2 separate regions of the Zea mays genome follow, and region 2 is linked to region 1. A link is a contact called in public Hi-C data. All regions are on one chromosome and are shown on one strand. Each heading gives the region's core, a stretch centred on a gene start, on an enhancer-like site or on the middle of the called end of the contact. The rest is flanking DNA. Distances are from core to core; before and after follow the strand shown. Region 1 holds the start of LOC100193571. Region 2 holds the start of LOC100285712 (RING zinc finger protein-like).

The links. A called contact is a pair of places that touch in the nucleus more often than the background predicts.
Region 2: a Hi-C map of endosperm shows a contact between it and region 1, with 2.8 times the contacts expected there. The contact joins the promoter of LOC100285712 here to the promoter of LOC100193571 in region 1. A contact is called at or near these places in 3 of 25 Hi-C or Micro-C datasets (bundle sheath, endosperm and leaf).

The regions. Positions count from the first base shown.
Region 1 is chr9:129,095,191-129,100,229 of Zm-B73-REFERENCE-NAM-5.0, forward strand. LOC100193571 reads right to left here and starts at 2,017. Exons shown (of 3, transcript NM_001138680.1): 1 at 1,949-2,017; 2 at 343-600. The coding sequence starts at 567. It overlaps LOC103639049 (vacuolar protein sorting-associated protein 52 A), which reads right to left. Exons shown (of 20, transcript NM_001358890.1): 15 at 4,947-4,997; 16 at 4,669-4,848; 17 at 4,411-4,545; 18 at 4,207-4,281; 19 at 3,270-3,327; 20 at 2,607-3,189. The coding sequence ends at 2,888.
Region 2 is chr9:129,737,864-129,742,902 of Zm-B73-REFERENCE-NAM-5.0, forward strand. It overlaps LOC100285712 (RING zinc finger protein-like), which reads right to left and starts at 2,217. Exons shown (of 2, transcript NM_001158603.2): 1 at 2,059-2,217.

The DNA of each region.
Region 1 (5,039 bases), core at 767-3,266:
AATGTGTTGGCATTTAGTGTTGATGATAAAATGGTATATGGCTCATGATTGGTAGTCTAAAAGGTCAGCAGCCCAGCAACAATCAAGACTCGGTACAATTTAAAAAGCAATAAACATGACTGGAAGTCTTTCCATCAACATGATTCTATCGGGTTGTAAGAATAAGTACAGACATTACGTGATAATGCAGCACAAACTACCATGATGTTTTCTCAAAACATGATTATACATAATATAAGCACCCCACAAAATATGACGTCATTTCTAAGCATATCAATGGATGATGGCAACACATAATATGTAAAAAGCCTATGTGAAATGAAAGAACATAAAGTAGCATACCGTAAGGAAGTTGCCAGTGTTCTGACCATCAGCCCTGTGGTAGTTATTGGTTTGGCTGGTAACCCCAGCAGCAACCTGCTTGGCCGCATCAGTCTTTGCAGCAGATGGTTTCTCAACAGGTGGAGCACTTGCAGCTGGTGCCACTGCTGGTTTGGGGGGCTCACCGCTTCCAAAGAGATAACCCAGAGAACTTTGACCACCACCGGCACTACCACCACGGCTCATCTTGATTATTGAAAAGAGAAACTGTACAAAGATCTAATCAGGTATCAAGCATTACTTCGACACATTGTATAAAGGTACAAGAGAGACAATGCAAATCAATTTAATTTCAAGTACCACAAATAATTTTTAAAATACTAAAGTATGTTTCGATCTGCCACCAACACTTGGTAAGGATATAATTCTCCAAGAACAAAGTAAAACAGAGAAGATATAGTTTGACAGGATCAACTCTATTAAACTTTATTAGGTACTGTAACTACAAACAGATGAAAACATCAAAACATATCTCGATCTGTCATGGAATCTTGGTAACGATCTTATTAAGGATGTAACGAACCGATCTTCCAGATATACTTTTACTCAGATACTCAGATAGAGTGATAGACACTGATTTCCTTCTATGTTGCATGTTTGTGCAGAAAACTGATGCACCAACAAATGTAAAACTAAACAGATTGATAGAACAATCAAGGAAAATAAAGCATCTTCGGTTTAACTCTGCCAAGTAACAAAGTTCAAAAGAACATCTGCCTAGTCATATATGACAGGTCCTTGTACAATTCTATGAAACCGGGAATGTGGAACCATGTGGGGTTCCATGGCCCGATCGGGAATGGGACCATATGGAACATCGTATGGAACCATGGTTGGGACACAGCCCTCACTCGAGTAGGATGTCGGATAAACCATCATCCTGCACAAGCAAGGGGCATGTACCTTCGCGGAAGCGGAGCACCACGAGGATATTGGAGGAGCAGAGGTCAGAGGACTGGCAAAGCACTAAGACAAAGGGATCGCTAACCATGTGCTCATATTACATGAACAAACAGTTAATCATGTGCTCACGTTGCATTGAATTATTTTTTTCTATACAGGAATATTTACTAGTTGGCTGTTTCAGGAACCTCGTTCCACATTATAGTTCCAAAATTTTACGGTTGACGTTCCGGTTATCGAATAAACCATACAAGGAGCCAGTGATACGCAACCAGTGATACGAGGTTACCTAAACAATTAGGTCTAACCTAGACACAACATGAAACGAAAAAAATCGACGGATCAACCACCGAAGACCGCAATGCACAACAGATCTTCATCTTTCTCTGGAGAATCTAAGCCGCAACATACTCCGAAGAATCTAATGCGTACAGCCGCAACAGCCGCATTCACGGTCCCTAGGGAGGGGATACCCTGCGGATCGACGACGGTGAGTCACAAAATTCAACAGATCCGCGTCTACCGACAAGCAGCGGACGCTCGGAAGCCAGAAATGGACGCGGATCTCAACCTTGCGGCTAGATTCGGGCGCTTACGGCGCAAATCAGGACATGGAAGCGAGACAACGAACCGAGGGTTGAGCGGGCAAAGGAAAGGGCCTTACCGAGAGGCAGCGGCGAGGAGATGGAGGGCGACCGGCGGCGGGGTCGGTGGGACTGCGGCTGCTCCGGATCTCTCTCGCTTCTGCGCTCGAAAATGGAGAACTGCGGCTGGTTTTGTATTGAAGAGGGATCGGGTGGTCCCAGTACCCGGGGACGGATGGGCCCAACACCTCCAGCAGGCCGTCCGATCTCGCCACTGACGGTGGAGATGGCCCCGGGCGCCCGCGTCAAGGAGACGCTCGATACTCGGAAACGCATAATGGTTTTCCTTTTTCGTTTTCGAAAAAAACACGCATCGGCATGGCATAATGCTATTCAGTTACTCAGTAGTTGCTGCCTCGGGTTGCAAACAGCAAACGTTACGTTTGCTACTCATGAATATTTTCCAACAAATATCTGTCATCGCATAATCTTTATTTATTTCTTCAAATATTCCCATGAATCTTCTAGCAATATGAAATTTAACATTCACATTGAATACCACCCTAGTGTAAGATGTGATTGCTTTCAAAATGCTGAGATGCTTTGAACTAAATTACGCAGATCAGAAACATAGAAGCTATAAACACTAGAAAATTGCCAGTCATAAAAATAACATTAAGGCAAGCGTTTGGTACGCATTCATTAGTATGCAGCATATGGTTATCCACAGCGGATCGTATAAAATTGTAGATTTGCACTATAATCGATACTGTTTACAAAATGAAGTTTAAAATAGATGATAGGACAGAAGATAGAATAGGATAACTGTGGAGACAGCCTAGAGATCATAGTTCTGTGCTGGAAAGGGGCAGGGGTCAAGTCGGGTAACACAGACGAAGATACAAACCACGACAAAATGCCCTTGTTTCCCCTGCAGTCGCACATACCAGTTACAAAGTAAGGATACACAGCTACCCCTCAGCTAGCCGTCCTAGTGTACATGGAAGGGGGTGAAACAACTAAAACGTCCTAGAATACTTCTTGATTTCGAACAGGATGGAGGATATGGAGACAAGGTCCTTGTTGAGAGCAGAGCCGCCGTTGATTCTCTTGACACACTCGGAGAGCCTGGTGTAGTATAGCAGGAGCTGTGCGAGCGTCGCTCTCAAGATCTCCATCCCGCAAAGAAAGTTGCTGAAAGATGTGATCACATCATAGTGCATCAGCTCGATCGCGGCCTTATACCGGCTCGCGAAATCCTTTACCAGTGGCTCAACTTCGGCAATGCTGGCTTTCTCGGAATTTGCAGCCGTCTCATCCGCTGATAAAGGTCAAGTATGAAATGTGATTCAAAAGTAAGAAAGAAAAAGGGCATACAGTTGCCATGAGATCTCAACTTACCTGGACGAGATTTGACGAATCTGATCAAACTACTGAACTGCTCCAGGAGCAACTCTTCCTGCAGAATGATACATGCAATGCATCAAGAAACTTCAGTAGAGTTTTTTAGAAAACGCTAGTGTATTAATGAACGTCACAGAAGTCCTTGAACACCTTGAACAGAAACTAAGGTGCTGTTTGGTTTACGAAATGTAACGTAAATGGTAATGGTAATGGTTTGCACTCGATTACTGGCGGTAACAAGTTTGAATAGTCCGGTTACTCCGGTATCAATTTTTAGTATGTTATCTGATTACAGTTAGAGTAAAACAAAAATGATTTAACGTTATCAGTTATCCATTACGTTACAAATATGTGAACCAAACGACACCTAACTTCAGCCACCACTAATGTCATTAACATTAAACACATGATTTTTTTTTATGTGTTGCCACAAGGTAATAGCAGCCAAAGGGCTTGTCCTACTTTACTATGTATAAATTTGCCATACTTCATTCTGTCACAGCCTTGGCAGTCATATAAGGAACTAAGAGCATCTCCAATACACTAGTTAAATAGTTTGTCAAGCTAAATTTTAGCTACTTAATAACAAAATAGCTCTCCAACAGACTAGCCATTTAACTTGTCAAATTATTCGGCTCTCTAAATTGACTCCTTTACTAGCTAAATTTGGCTAGCAATTCTCGTTAGCCAAGCTAATTTGCATGTTGGAGAATCTGTTGGAATGAAATGTTATATATAGAGTTTAATCTTTATGAAGAGATAAATACTGAGTTAAATAGAGAGTCAAAACTAAATAATCTCTTGGAGATACTCTAAGACCCCAACTAGACTTATGTATTTATTTGTTTCAGCTATAAAAGTTCCACCAGCAAGCTAAATAAATGCAGCGAGTGGTATTTTACCATACAGATGTTCAAGCTTTAAAACTGCATACCACATATATTGCGATGTTGCTCTTAAGAACCTCCTCGAAGTGTTGTTGTGCTTTCCCACCCTCAGTTCCAGCTTCCTTTATGTTGATGATAAGATTAAATTTGAATAAGGCAAATGTAGTATTACTTTATAAATTCTTGACGTGCAGGAACAAGTTACTATAACAGAAAAGGTTGCCATTTAAGGTCAGCTAAAGAATTCCTACCTTCAAAATGGAAATTGTTAAATCATAGTTGTTTATCAGAAAGACAGTTTGTAGCTTCGGTTTGGAAAACATCTTGGCCAACTTAACAAGCAAATCCTCAATGGCCATCCGCAATCGCTCCAAATTTAGATCAAGCTGCACATAGAAGCCAAATATTTTGATTTCCATGAGGTACAGAAAGTGTTTACTCATGCCATGCAATATGGTTGAAAGAAATTCAGAAAACAGTAAACAATTCTGTTCATGTGATCAACTAACCTGACCGTCCCCATGCTCAACATTGAGATGAACTAGAGAAGCTGTAAATTCAGCATATCTCCTTGTAACATAGTGTGGATGGACATCATCCTCCCAAAGTGTTTTAATATTTGCATTTCGCAAGCTGTTCAAATGCAAGTCGAACACCATCTTGAAGCGAGGCCAGAGTGACATATTAACCTGTCCAATGTCCATAAATTGAGCTCAGTCATTCAAATAATGGAAATGGAGCAGATGAAAGACTCACGTAAGGAGCTAAGAATGGATTCAGAACTGACTTTGTCTAGGTAAGAGTCCAAACATGGGATTCGCCGCTTAAACATGATGAGCTGCACAAAATAAGCATTCCATTGAGATTTAGCAAAAAGTAT
Region 2 (5,039 bases), core at 967-3,466, 640 kb after region 1:
TAAAAATAGCCAAGTTTCGCTGCTCAGCGCTTAGCAAGTTTTACTAAAATTAAAGCATGACTGCACAGGATACTCGACCAAACATAGTACAAAAGAAACATTGTGCTCTTTGCAGACATATTAACTTAATGAACAATGTAATGGTAATAATCAAACTATATAACACAACAGGCTAAGATATGGGGCCACGTTTTTTCTCATGCCATTTAAAGAAAACTGAACATAAGCAAGCGGAAAGCATTCAAACCACATACAAGAAGAAAATAGTTAAAGAAGTCTTAGCCTCTTGGTTAGCTTCAAATATGAGTTAGATACAGCTGAAAATAATGGTCTACTCCATAGGACAATATCACTTACCAGCTACCAGTGCATCCTTGTTACAAGACTTTTAGGAGTAAAAGAAAGATTGTGCAGTTGACTTAAACTCACCTAACTACTGCATAATTCACCTACAGCCAGATTGTATAGCTACACCAAAATCATTCAAAGGCAGCCCAAAAGGAACAGAGACCCAAGAAGTTCTCTAGAAAAACTGTGCATGCCAATGACATACCTTTATAAGGTAATACTGACAGTTTGTTTCAAACCTTCATTGCTGTTGGTTTTCACTTGAGTACTATAATTAAGAAACAACATTTCCAACATGTCAACAAAATTCGACATGTATAACAAAGGTACATCCATTTTGTGAACGAAAAGATTTCTATCCAACTAAAAATTCTTAAATAACAAGATATACATTAGGAAATTCTTCTAACAAGCCTATCATACATCATTCAACAATCCACTATTGCTACAGCCTATGCATTGCTTGAACTATTAGCAAGTGCTGATAAGTGGTTGACCTTGTAACAAATACAAAGAAATTATGAAGCTTATACACAAAACTGAGTTTTTTAAAAGTCTGCAGTGTAGTGTTGCGATGTTTCGTTTTTTCCAAAAAAAACCTCAAATTACAAAATGAAGTATGCTGTGAAATATATTGTGGTGTTTCATTTTTTTCCAAAAAAAAAACACCTCAACTTAAGTGATTCAGAAGAAGTTTGGTTCGACAGCTCCAGCATGGACATAGGTTTGTGGGGGGCCATGTGAGCAGAAAAAATATCTCTACGACAACTCGCACGATCAGATCAACAGGGGTGGCAGAGGCAACACCTGCACAATTAATATTATTGGACTCTCTCGATTTGGCGCATCTGTGAGGTTCGGTTTGTCTCTGACAGGTATGGTTCGCTTCCTCTAGTGTTTACGGTTCTATTTGCTCTTTCCATGATTCGATTTTCACCAACACTGAAGCTGCTCTCACCTTTTAGTGCATTGCAAGAGTTATGTGTCTAGAAAAGCCAAAAAAACATCTTATAATTTGGAATAGAGGGAGTACAGTATAAAAATAATAGCACCAATGGACATCTTATGCAAAAAAGGCTTGCTGGATGTCATCCATGCTCATTTGTGTAAATCACATTCTACCTCTGTAACTTCCTCCTTCCAATGCACAGGTAGCCTAACAACACCTGACCTGATCGTTGCAGCATTGGGCATGGGGCATAGGCCCCTAAATTTTTCTACATCATCTTATCTACAGAGCAAAACTTGATACACTCCAATTGGAAACAAATCTATCCAACGGTCCACAATCAGACTCCGCTCAGCAAGTCACCGGATGGAACAGACGAATCACATTTGGCGCACTAAGAATCAGACTACGCATGCACGCATGGAAGTTAAGAAAGGACACAAGGATCATATATACTTCATAAGGTCTGCTTCCAGGTTAGGAAGCACACACATCGCCGTGCCTAAACTGGACCTTTAATTTTGTTAACGGCTCAAGCAACAAGGAACGAGAAACGGGCAAATGGAGGCAGAAAGTTTGCCCGTTTCAGCGAGCCCCACGGCGCGGCGGCCCCGGACTTGGCGCCGGCGACAGCGCCGCTGCTTGCCGGGGAGGTGCTCGGCCCAATCTGCTCGTCTGAAGCAAAGCGGAGCAGGGGCGCAACCACTGTAGAGTAATCGCTCGAATCACAGAAAAGGGAGAGATCTCGGCGCGATACTCACCGGCGGCAGCGGTACGGAGGGAGGGAGGGGACGCTGCGACCGCCGTCGTCGCACCTTGGCTCGATAGGTGGAAACGAATTGGGGATCAGATGGTGTGGCCGCCTGGCAAATGGAAGGGGCTTGGCCGCCTTGGTTTGGAGGGTTGGGCGGACGCCATGTGGATGTCCACATATCTACCCTCACAGCCCGCGTGTATATGACGAAGGTACCTCGGTCCAAAGGAGAGTAGACCGCGTTTGGTTCGAAGGACTAAAGATTAGTCCCTATATTTTAGTCTAATTTAGGCTCTGTTTAGTTTCTTTAGTCACTAGACTAAATTTTAGTGACCAAAGTTTAGTCGCTAAAGTACCACGTTTGATTCCAATGACTAAACTGGACTAAAGAGCATTAATTGCTATGAATAATGACTGTTTTACTCTTATTAATTAATGAATATTTGCTATAAGAAGAAAGTGGAGAGGGCAAATAAGGTAAAAATATTATTTTAGCCCTTTTAGTCACCCCTTGGTGACTAAAGAACTAAAGTTTAGTCACTACACTTTAGTCACCATGTTTACTTATTTAGGGACTAAAAGTGACTAAACTTTAGTCACTAAACTTTAGTCACCCCAAACCAAACGGAGCCTTAGTTCCTAAATTACCAAACGGTAGGATTAAAATAGGGACTAAACTACTTTAGTCCCTAGTCCCTCAAGATGTGGCTAAAAGGGACTAAACCATATTAATTCCACATTTGTCCCTCATTTAGTTCAATTATACTAATAGCACGAGAATGTTAAAGACCATTTTAGTCTCCTTATGAGTCATTTAGTATATTTTTACTAATTTTAGTCACTAGAACCAAACATGCTAGGGACAACTTTAGTCCCCTAACTAAATTTTAGTCTCTAGACTAAAGAAACCGAACATGGCCTTAATCGGGTGTATTTCATATTGTGTTTGGTCTATCAAATCAAGTTTAGTCTATGTTACATAGTAAAATATTTAAATAATAATTGCGAGTATTAAATATAGTTTAATTATAAAACTAATTACGTAGATGGAGAATAAACAACGAGATGAATTTATTAAACATAATTAAGCTCATATCTAATATTCATAATTAATATTTAAATATTTGATTTCATACGAACTAAACTTTAGTCAGGAGAATCAAACACTCTCTTAAAATTTAGTTCATGTAATATGGGATGTTTGAGTGTCAATCATGAATACTTCCTCTATTTTAAATACAATTCGTTTGATTTTTTTTCAACCTCAACTTTGACAACCTCGTCTAATTAAAGAATCATGAAAAAATGAAGTCATATGTAAAGTATATTTGATAATAAACAAATCCACAATGACTTTTTGTTTTTTCACAAAATTTTTAATAAAATGAGTGGTCAAAGTTAGGATTGAAAAAGTCAAACAATTATAAATTAGGAGGGGTCTTAAATATAGTTTGATTATAAAACTAATTACATAGATAAAGACTAAACGACGAGATAAATTTATTAGGGGGTGCTTGGTTTCTAGCGACTAATCTTTAGTCCCTTCATTTTATTCTATTTTATTTCATAAAATTACCAAATACGGAAACTAAAATAGAGTCTTAGTTTCTGTATTTTACAATTTAGGTACTAAAATGGAATACAATGTAGTGATTAAGGGCCTGTTTGGTTCCTTTAGTCCAGGGACTAAAGTTTAGTTAGGACACTAAAGTTTAGTCCCTACCCTGTTTGGTTCTAGCGACTAAAAGTATTCAAAACACATTAAATGAATCATAAGTAGACCAAAATACCCCTTAGCATTCTCCTGCTATTAATGCAACTTAAATAAAGGAGGGGTAAAAAGTGGAATTTATATGGTTTAGTCCCCTTTAGTCGCCCCTTGAGGGAATAGAGACTAAAACAGTTTAGTCCATATTTTAGTCCCACCGTTTGGCAATTTAGGAAGTAAATGAGACTAAAATGAAGGGACTAATCTTTAGTCCATCAAACCAAACGGGGCCTAAAAATTAGTCCCTAAAAACCAACACGGCCTAAGTCTAATTAATCCATAATTAGCGAATGTTCACTGTAACATCACATAAACTAACCATGAACTAATTAAGCTTAATAGATTTGTCTTATCGTTTAGTACTCATTTGTATAATTAGTTTTATAATTAGATTATATTTGATACTTCTAACTAACATCTATATATTCGATGTGACAAGGACTAAAATTTAATGGTAGTATCCAAACACCCCCCGAGTCAAGCAGCCGTGAGCCCATAGAATTTTTTAGTTCCCCGAAATTACTAAGAATATGTTTGGATGCAAAGTCTCTTCTCTATCTCTACTTATTTAAAGCATGAGTTTCGACTGTCATGCGTCACGCGCTTAGCATATAGATGAAACCCATCCCAAGCTTGGCGTCGTATCATCCACCTTCGTGTGTGTGTGTCTGCCTCCACACCAGCCAACTTTTTTGCAAATTGGCCCTTTTCGGGTTTTTTCCCACATTTATGCCCCTGGCGGTTTCATTTCAAAAAATGGACCCTTAGCTCGGCGCCGTCATCATTGGCGCCGAGCTTCTGTGTGCCGGCGCCAATCTTATTGGCGCCTGTCTGCCTGACGGGGATGCCTCGCTGGACGTGACGTGTCAGGGGGTCGGCGCCATAGATCTTGGCGCCGACCCCCCTGTCGGCGGCAGTCCACGTGTCAGGGGGTCGGCGCCATAGATCTTGGCGCCGACCCCCTTTATTCAACATAATTCAAACCCTAATTTTGACCCGCGCCCAGGGACTTTTCGCCAGCCAGCCGCCGCGCCGCCTTGTTCGCCCCCCACCGCCATAGCCGACACCGCCCGGCGCCCTCCCACCGCGCCACTGCCGCCCGCGACGCCCCGGCCGCGCCGCCCCGCCACCGGCCTACCCGCCCGCGCCGCCCCGCCACCGGACGGCCACGGCCGCGCCGCGCCGCCCCCGGACGGCCACGCCCGCCCCGCCCCGCCACC